Regions from separate parts of the Macaca mulatta genome. Here region 1 is linked to region 2. The links are chromatin contacts, called in public Hi-C maps. All regions are on one chromosome and are shown on one strand. The core of a region is the stretch at or near the end of the contact, and the rest is flanking DNA. Distances in the headings are between cores, read along the strand shown.

Region 1 (4,860 bases), core at 1,592-4,091, 740 kb after region 2:
TTTAAATTTCAGCTCATAATCTGATAGAAGGTGTTAAAACCAACTTTGGAATTTGAGATCAAACGTGATTTTAAAATTAAAATTATAAAAAGGAGTTTGTTGCATGTATATTGGGTTGTAGCAAAAATATTTTTAAAAACACTTGCCCAGGACAGTGGGAGTAAATGAATAAGGGACTGTCAAACACAAAGTCAAGGTCCTAGTTAATGATCATGAGTCAAAATATTTTCACGTCAAAAAAAAAAAAAAAAAATCATAAAATGGACTCATAAGACTTGGCATGGAAACTGCTAGAGGACCATAGTCCCTCCCCACCACGTGCTGCTCCTTCTTCCTACCCCACTCCACTCCCCACTCTAGGAAATCTTTTCATTTGAATATTTTCAATAAGGGCAAGATCACCAGCTTACCCAAGATGTCAGAAAGTAACTTTCTGCTCTAAAAAAACGGGGCCCTCACAAAAGTAGTGAGTAGAGGCCCTGGCAGGATTTGGAATTTGGTGTACTTAATACGAAGTTTGACATTATTATGTAACAACAAACTTGATGGCTTTTCCCCACTTCAGAGAGCTCTAAATCCTCTAAAACAAAACTAGTATCAGAGTACTAATAAATCTTGTTTTTGTTCAAAACTGTAGCCCAGAAAGGCACCAGTTAGCTTTTAAAAGTATGTGCTCTCTCCTCTTTACTAACTGCAGTGTTAATGGATGATAGAGCTAAGGTTTATGCCTGTATTTTCCCCCTATTTCAAGATTTGTTGTTGGATCTGCAAATGATTCCAATCAAATACATCTGTACTTGGAAAAAAATTCATCCGTTTTTAAGATTTTACATTCCTTGGTTGCAGAAGTAGTTTTTTTTCCTGCACAATACCTTTTAAAAAATGAATAAGATGTCAATATGTACTGTGAAAATAACCATTTATATTTTAAATTCTGAGCTCCAGTTATTTTCTAGACATTGTAATTTAGAATAAAAGTACTTCTCCAGTTCTACATTTTGCCTGATTGTTAAAAGTGATTTTGAGATTAATAAGTTGAACCAATTTTCTATTCACCTGACCAAATTCTGAACCATTTATGAGTTTTTAAAAACATACTTTTTCCTTATTGTAAAGGCAACATAAAACTTGGTTCATTGGACAGGATAGCAGAGATAAACATTATACACGAAATACAGTTCCCTGGGGCAATATTGCTCTCTTTCTACCGTGTTTATTTTGATTTATATAAATTTAAGACACTGAACAGAAGTAGAATTCAAATACAGAATGAGGACTTACAAAAATGTACACTCTGCCTACATCAGTAAAAGTATAGTAATTTATAAAATTAAATATTTAATCTTAGCTCACTTGTAAACCAAAATCAAGTAAAGTCTGAATCTACCTTCCATTACTTTGGGGGTTAAGAGTCTATATTCTAGGATTCATTTAATAGTTTCATTTCTCTAAGCATCAAGCAAAACGTTAAAATTACAAAACAGGATCATGAAGTTCATCTCATCATGTTGTATGCATCACTCTGTCATTCTTTATCTAGACCTTCAAATACTCTATGTAAAATGTTTCTATACAAAAGGAAATACACAGGATTAGTTCCTCCTCTAACGCTTCTAAAGAGCTCTACCCTGGAAAGCTCTCTCCCTTCCATTTTGCAAGTCTCAACAAGTCTGCTGCTGAGTCAGAACCTCCTTTTTTTTCCCTGATGTAAGAACTATTTCTCCCTTGAAAATTCATAAAGCTTAGGAATAAATTAGAGTCTCCCTGGGGGGAAGGGGCGGGGACGCCAGAATGAATGTGGTTGGGAGGAGTCCCATGCTGCAGCCCTGATGATGGCACATGAAACGCTTTTATGAAACGGAGCTGGCCCGGGGTTACCATGGGAGCTCGCCGTGGAACCCGTTCCACGCATCCGAGTGTGTAAATAACCACGCGGAGCGTGTTTGTTCCAGGGACTTTGTTCCTTCTTACCCAAGTGAAAATGCCTGGAATACAGCCGGGGCTCCGAGGCTTCATGTTTACCCTACAGAAACACTCTCGGCGGCTATAGGATGTCGGTGACAGCACCCCTACCAGCGCCTACAAACAGAAACAAGCTTAGAGGGAGCTTCCTAGGGCGACGAGGGGGTCCTAGACCCGGCATTCGGGGTCTAGAGGTGCGGGGCGAGGCGCCAGGCGCTCAGCGGACTTCAAGCCTGCAGAGCCCAGATGCGAGTTCACCACAGGACCCCCCGGGCTGCGCCGGGCTCTCGCATTGCGCTGGGGTCCTCGGGCACCTATTTCTACGCGGGCTCGCACGGCGCAGGCGCTGGTCGAGGTCCCGGGCCTCAGTTTCCCCCACGGGGCAGCCCCGCCCTGGGAAGCCCGAGTGGTGCGGCAGGGTTTCTCCTCACTTAGGGCGGAACCGAGGTGACAGGAAGGAGGAGGCACCGCGAGGGGCGGAGACGCGTGCGACCCGGGCAGGTTCTGCGCCGATCCCGCGCCAGGGAGGGGCCGTTGCCCAGGAACCGTCCCTCCCTCCCAGGCGCGTGCTTGCCCTCGTGCGCGCGCCCACCCCGAGCTCCGACCTCTGTCAGCCAGCCGACCCCCGCCCCAACGGGCCTTTCCATTTCCCCGGGAGCGGAGAGGCCCGAGGAGACGCGCCGCTCGCTCCCGCCCTCCCGGGAGCGCGAGCGCGCCCCCGGCTGCGTCTGCATATTAATGAGGGGCGGGGAGGGGCGACGGGGGTGCGGTGGCCTCGCGCCCGCGCGTGCCGGGACGCACCGCGGGGGGCGGCGCGATTGTGAGGTGGCGCTGACGCACGTTCCGGGGTTCTTAAGCGGCCAGGGCGGCGACGGCGACGGGAGCGGCGGCGGCGCCCGAGCCGGTCTCGGGAGGTGGCGGCGGCGGCGATCGCCGCGAGGGGTGGTGGGGCCGTAGTCGGTGCCCCCGGCTCAGTCACGGTGTCCCTCTCTCACTGACTCCTCCTCCTTCCACCACGGCCGCGCAGCCCCAGCGCCGGCGGCTTCCTAGGTGGGGCAGGGGACGAGGAGCGTCTCCTCCCGCTGCCGGCGGCCAGATAAATGAGGGATTTCGGGTTTGGGGTGCTGCAGACCGCCCCGCTTCGAAGCAGCAGCCCCGGGCCCCTGTTCAGCGGCGAGGCGTACGGTCCCTACGCCGTGGGGTCCGCCAACCCGCTGCCCTCCGCCACGCCCTTCGGCCCGCTGTCGCCACCACCGTTGCCTGTCACCGGCTTCTTAGAGGCCGCCTCCCCCTTCTCCATCCCCCTCGGCGGCGGCGCGGGCAGCCCGGCCGCCGCCGCTTCCTCTTCCTCCCCGTTCCTGGCGCATCAGCAGACCATGCAGGATGAGCTGCTGCTGGGGCTGACACAGCAGCCGGCGCGGCCGCTTTCGGGGGCGGCGGCCACGGAGAAACTCCCCAACCACCACCCCGGCGGCGGCACGATCGCGGGTGTGACCCACCTCCTCCCCTCCCAGGACTTCAAACCGAGTCTGCACCACCCCTCCTCCTCCTCCGCCTCCTCCTGCTGCTGCTGCCGCACCTCCTCCCCGCAGGACTTCAGTAAGCGGCAGCAGCAGCAGCTGAGCAGCCAGAAGAGGAAAGAGTTCAGCCCTCCCCACCTTCCCCACCCTCCGGACTCGAAGCCGCCGCCGCCGCCGCCTCCGCCGCTCCACTGCCCCGGTCGGTTCAGCCCGCCGCCGCCGGCCGGCCCGCTCCTCCAGCCGGCGCAGCTTGGTCAGCGCCAGCAGCAACAGCCGCCGCAGCAGTTCAGCCTCCCGCACCCGCAGCACCTCTCGCCGCAGGACTTCGCCCCGCGGCAGCGTCCGGCCGACCTGCCCCCGCTCCCGCAGCTCCCTCCCTCGCCGCCCGCAGCCCCGCGGCGCCGCCACGGAGGCTCGGGCAGCCCTCGCAAGACCCCAGCCCCGGGCGAGGGCAGCGCCGCCGAGTCCCCCAATGCGGGCTTGGCCTCCTCGACGCCGCCGGTGAACCCCGCGCCGGGCTCCATGGAGTCCCCCAACCACCCTCTGCTCAACAGTCCCAGTAACCTCCTGCCCGGCGGTGCGCTTGGCGCGGGCGCCTTCAGCAGCCTGCAGAGCCCGGACCTTCCACACCCGGGCGGCGGCGGCGGCGGCGGGGGCGGGGGGCCCCCAGGAGGCGGAGGGGGAGGCGGCTCCGCGTCGCCGCCGCCGCTGCCCGGCTTCGGCACCCCCTGGTCGGTGCAGACCGCGTCCCCGCCACCCCAGCCCCAGCAGCCGCCGCCGACCCAGCCGCAGCAGCAGCAGCCGCCACCCCAGCAGACGCCCCAGCCGCAGCCGCAGCCGCCCGGCTCGTCGGCCACCACCCCGGGCGGCGGCGGCGGCGGCGGCTCGCTCAGCGCCATGCCGCCGCCCAGCCCCGACTCAGAGAACGGCTTCTACCCCGGGCTGCCGTCGTCCATGAACCCGGCCTTCTTCCCGAGCTTCTCGCCCGTGTCGCCGCACGGCTGCACTGGGCTCAGCGTGCCGACGAGCGGCGGCGGCGGCGGCGGCTTCGGCGGCCCCTTCTCGGCTACCGCTGTGCCCCCTCCGCCGCCGCCCGCCATGAATTTACCTCAACAGCAGCCCCCGCCGCCCGCGGCGCCGCAGCAGCCTCAGAGCCGGAGGTCGCCCGTCAGCCCGCAGCTCCAGCAGCAGCACCAGGCGGCGGCCGCCGCCTTCCTGCAGCAGAGGAACTCCTATAACCACCACCAGGTACGGCGGGCGGCGGCATGGCCGCGCCGCGGGACCGGGAGACTGCGGGCGGGGGACGGAGGCGGCGGCGGGGAGGCCGGGGACCCGATCTTAGCCCCGAGAGAAGCCGCGACGGGGCCACTTGCGCAAG
Region 2 (5,029 bases), core at 463-2,962:
ATCAACCATAGTGTCTTCAGAAAAGAACTCTGAAGCAGAAGTGTGACCTCTCCTTTACACCAAAACTACTGTATTTTAACACGCGAGTTCTTTTCAGTCTAACCCTAATGCCCTAATTACAGCTTTATATTCTGATACTTCCTTTATACAATTTATGATCTAGCTACATACACACTAAATGCAATTGTCAGGAAATGTTTCACTTTGCATCTCTCTCTAAGGTCTCTGCATATGCTGTGCTCTCTTTTTTGAATACTCAATCTCTCCCCTACTTGTGGGCTTCAGTGATGAAAAGACTCAGTGGAATTCTATTCTTTCTACCAACTGCTTCGGACCTGACTACAATACAGCTGTTGAATCAGGGGCTCTCTCCCTTGTTCTCATCCATTACATCTATTAACAATGTAGTTCTTAGGACTTATCTCCTCCTGATCAAATTATATGCATGCTTGTGCACTCAGCTTCAGGAACTTCTCATTTGCTATTTCTTCTACTTGAATGATATTGCTTGAGATGCTCTGTGTAGCTGCCTCCCTCTCATTATTCAGGTATCAGGTCATAAAAGATAATAAAAGAGGTATTTAATGATTGAAAAGAAAACAGACCTTCCCCACCCCTAATCACTACCAGTCATTCTTTGCCACTGTCTTTCTCGTTATCTTATTTTACCGGTGAATCTAATACCATACTGTTTATTTGGTTATCAGTTTATTATCTTCCTCAGTGGGAAGATTGTAACTTGAGGGCAGTGATTGTCAGCTTTATTTACTGCTATGCTTCCACACCTTGACAATGTCTAATGCATAGTAACATCTCAATAGACATTTGTTGACTGATTTACTGTCATTCCCACTAGGGAGTGAGCGTCTTTAGGACAGAAGCTCCCGGGATCTTTACATATTCAGTACCTAGTGCATGGTCTGGCACCTGTTATATGCTCCAATAAATATTGATCAAATACATAACATTTAAAATTAGCCAATCAGGGGCTAGTTATACAATGAGAGGTCACAAAGGCAAGTAGTTTCATGGATTGTAATTACTGGAGAGGGTGTCCAGTGGAGACTGGCTGGAAGACAGTGAAGAATTGATTAAGATACCAAAGAAAGGAAACCCAGTGCTTTGCACACAGTACAAGCTCAACATATGTTCGTAACATTGACTTGACAAAATGAGTTTTATACTTCAACATTAATTCACTTTGGAAAAAAAAAACATTTGAAACCTGCCATGGAATCACCTGCTGCTTCATTCAAGTGTGTGTGTGTATGGGGGTGAGTTGATCTGTGACAGGTGTCTGACAACACGCTAATAGCCAAATCTATTCAAGGCACAATGTTGACTTTCAGGGACGCTTTCCTTTTCTTCCGCACCCCACCCCCACTTCATAAAACTAATGCCACTCTCCTGAGAGCATCACAATGGCAGTCCACAAATGAACCCTCTCCTTTGAGAGAGACTAACTGTAGGGGAAAAGATAATTACTTAGTTCCTTTATCTCCAAATTATTTGTAATAAAATCTGAAATCACACCACAAGGTCTTTCATGAGGATGTCATAAATTAAGATGCATTGGCGTATCGGGTGCATCTGTTCCATTCTCTGGCCCTTTGTCTTCTGCAAAGAGCACACCAACCTCAATACCCAGCAGACAGCATTTACGCAAATGATGTCATGGTCTGTAGCATTAATATTCAGTGATTGTCTGTCATAGACACCTTACTGTACATCTGTTATGCAAATGTATGTTAATTCCGACTCCCTGACAGCTGCCTAGCTTCCCTCCCTAAAATGATCTTTTCCATTTTGAAGTTTGCAATCTGTTCCCCAAAATGTTAATCCAACAATTAGCTGAAATTGCTAAACAGAAATTGTACATGTTTGATCTAAAATAGAAGGTAGCATTTTAAAATAGATGGTGAACCTTCTTCCCACATCATTTATTTTATGTGTGCTTACACACAATGTAAACACCAATCTCCACACAGCTTGGCCTGGGATATGTGGCAAGTTTTTTTGACCCCAGTTCTTGGAGTTTGACAAAAAAGAAGGCATCGTCATTCCTGCAATTCCAGTGGCTTTACCCTCAAAGGTGAGTGCAGTGATGCAGTGTTTCTCTCCATGTCTGAAACTTCTGTTTCCCTCCAAAATAATTATTATCAAGAAATTGGATGTTAACAAATGACAACACAAAATTGTAAAGTGATGAATGATTGAGAACAGAGATCTAAGGGAGCATCCCATGACATACAGACCATGGTAGACACCCTCTCAGTACATGTTTGATGCATGTTAAGTAAAGGTTGCTTCCGTATGTACCACCACTATCCATTTTGAGGAACAGGTGAAGAGCTTTGGAACATTCATAGAAGTATCCATTAAGACCTCAGAGAGGATTATGGTGTTTGAGAGGGCAACAAAATATAGGTTCCATTAAACATGTAGTGAAAACCTACCAAGATTGAAGGAGCACTTATAATGGGCCTACTGTGTGCCAGTCACTGTGTTGGCCACATGAATTGACTTTCAGCGACATTCTTGGGAGGTGAGTATCATTATACAACCCATTTTGATAGTAACGATCAAAATGGAAAGTAACTTTTGCAAATGTACACAGCTTTTGCAACCATCATCCAGTGCTTTTTTTTTTTTTTTTTTTTTTTTTCAGTTTTGTATACTGAAGAAAACCATGGTTGAATGGAGAGCTATAAAATGTGTAGGGTGAGGTAGATATCACACACTCCTACTTTAATGGGGCTTTCTTATTCTGTTGTAAATGGGTGTCTGATGCTTGGCCTTCTGAAAAATCCAAAGCCTTACTAAGGGAAATGGATTTGGATCTGTTCTCTGCATCAGAGATCCTGAAGGCTGAACCTCCTCAAAAATACTTAAAGATGGCACTTCCCATCTCGCCATAAAAGCCCGTTTCTAAGATGATAGTGCTAAACCAGATGATTCCCAAGGCTCTACTCAAGCCTAACATTTTTTCTTTGCAATTTATTTCTATATTAGTAATGAGACGATGCATTAATAAAACATATGAAATATATCTTGACTATATGACAAACCTTCACTAATTTTCAGTGACTCTGTTAATAAGATGGAGATGGCAGAAACATTCATTAGTTCACACGTAATTTGTTTTGAGATTTCTAATATTTTAGAAAATGTTTTAACTTTACGTATATACTCACTTCATTCAATAAACTTGATATTGTATCCTATAAATAGTTGTGATATTTTCTCACTTAAAATCTACCTTGTGAGTAAGCTAAGGCAGCAAAATATTATAGATTATTCTGAATGACCAAATGCAGCATCATATAACTTTATTTAGAAGCTATATTTTTTTTAAAGCTACAATATGTAGAGCACTCACTAGAAGTCACTATCTAGTTAGGTTCTAGTATTATATATTTATATATAGAAACAGGGGAATAATGAAGTTAAATATTTCATCCAAGTTCACATAGCAAATAAGCAGACTAGCTGAGATTTTGACCTGGACTGGATCTCTTACTACCTTTTTATATTGCTGTCTCATATATACTATTTTCTCAAGTATTTTGTTTCAAAAATTATAACAAATTGTTTAAACCATCATATAAATATTAGATGGTACAATGTAGTTTGTAGTTTTGTGTGTGTATATCATCTTCTATTATCAGGTTCCTACATTTCAGGCCATGACACATTTTTGTTAATAGCCTCAGAGCAGTTGCCAGACAACCGAGGACAATCTCTATGTCCCAGGGCCCAGCCTCACCCTTTTTTCCTGCAGAAACCACAATAAAAGTGCTAGCTCAAAGTTCCTCTTGCCCTCTGCCTGTGACTGACTCTGGTGCTTCCCCATGTGTCCCTGTGTGGCACGCTGTGTCTCTCCAGGGAAGTGTGAGTATAACAAAACTCTAAGACTCTTTGATTTCTTTCTCTTGATCTGCGTCTGACCTGACCTTACCTCACCCAAGACAATGTGTTTAAAACAGGTGTTAGGAAGTTCACGGATGACACTTCACCCAACTTTACACACTGCAACTCACTAAGAAGCTCTGTAAGATCAACACATCTGGCCTAATGGCCAGTGCAGAGCATCTTTCCCAAGCCTGAGTTTGTTTATCCGTTAAAAAAGAAAAATGAAGATGGCAAAAATACCTGCCTCAAAAGAGTTGGTGTGAGACTCCAATAAAATCATACATGTTATAAAAGTAAACCCTGTGCAAGCTTGGCTCATATAGAGCAATCAGAAAGCATGTCTGAAAAAAGGAATAAGAGAGCATAAATGTTCTCAAAATATATGTAAAACTATATATGTATTTGCATGAATATATACATATTTGTGTGCACATGTACATATATATTTCTATTTTTGACTTTTCAAAGAACTTTGTAGTTGTTATCTTATTTGTTCTCCAAACCCATTGCTAAAGCAAGAACTGCTTTATCATAGTCCACTTGACAGATAAGGAAGCTGAGGCATAAAATAATTAGTTGCTTGTCTGAGACTGCTTGAACAACAACAACAATGAAAAACATACTCACTCAACAGACAGTTTAGAGATCATTCATCTAAGCCATGTTGCATCTTTGGTGGTAGTGAGCAGTACTAGTTAGTAGGTACAACTCTGCAGGGGTCAAAAAAACATAGTCGGCCGGGCGCGGTGGCTCAAGCCTGTAATCCCAGCACTTTGGGAGGCCGAGACGGGCGGATCACAAGGTCAGGAGATCAAGACCATCCTGGCGAACACGGTGAAACCCCGTCTCTACTAAAAAATACAAAAAACTAGCCGGGCGAGGCGGCGGGCGCCTGTAGTCCCAGCTACTCGGGAGGCTGAGGCAGGAGAATGGCGTAAACCCGGGAGGCGGAGCTTGCAGTGAGCTGAGATCCAGCCACTGCACTCCAGCCTGGGCGACAGAGCGAGACTCCGTCTCAAAAAAAAAAAAAAAAAAAAAAAACCTTGTCAAGGTTGCAGTTTTGATATTTATGAGAAATTGATGTCTCCTCCCTTACCCTTTGCAATCATTCATGACA

Evidence for each region. A called contact is a pair of places that touch in the nucleus more often than the background predicts.
Region 1: a Hi-C map of fetal cortex germinal zone shows a contact between it and region 2, with 3 times the contacts expected there. The contact joins the promoter of CPEB2 here to the enhancer-like site in region 2. A contact is called at or near these places in 2 of 14 Hi-C or Micro-C datasets (fetal cortex germinal zone and fetal cortical plate).

What each region holds. Positions count from the first base shown.
Region 1 is chr5:14,059,724-14,064,583 of T2T-MMU8v2.0, forward strand. CPEB2 (cytoplasmic polyadenylation element binding protein 2) reads left to right here and starts at 2,842. Exons shown (of 9, transcript XM_078003166.1): 1 at 2,842-4,730. The coding sequence starts at 3,063. It overlaps LOC114678133 (a long non-coding RNA gene), which reads right to left and starts at 4,135. Exons shown (of 11, transcript XR_003729400.2): 1 at 4,047-4,135; 2 at 1,972-2,079.
Region 2 is chr5:13,325,654-13,330,682 of T2T-MMU8v2.0, forward strand. No RefSeq gene overlaps it. Among named protein-coding and RNA genes, the nearest start is that of BOD1L1, 630 kb to the left of the region's middle. Within about 2 kb of position 1,713, at least 4 of the 40 cell types and tissues checked have an H3K27ac peak or open chromatin away from gene starts, as enhancers often do. A contact at or near this core is called in fetal cortex germinal zone and fetal cortical plate, where this site is marked.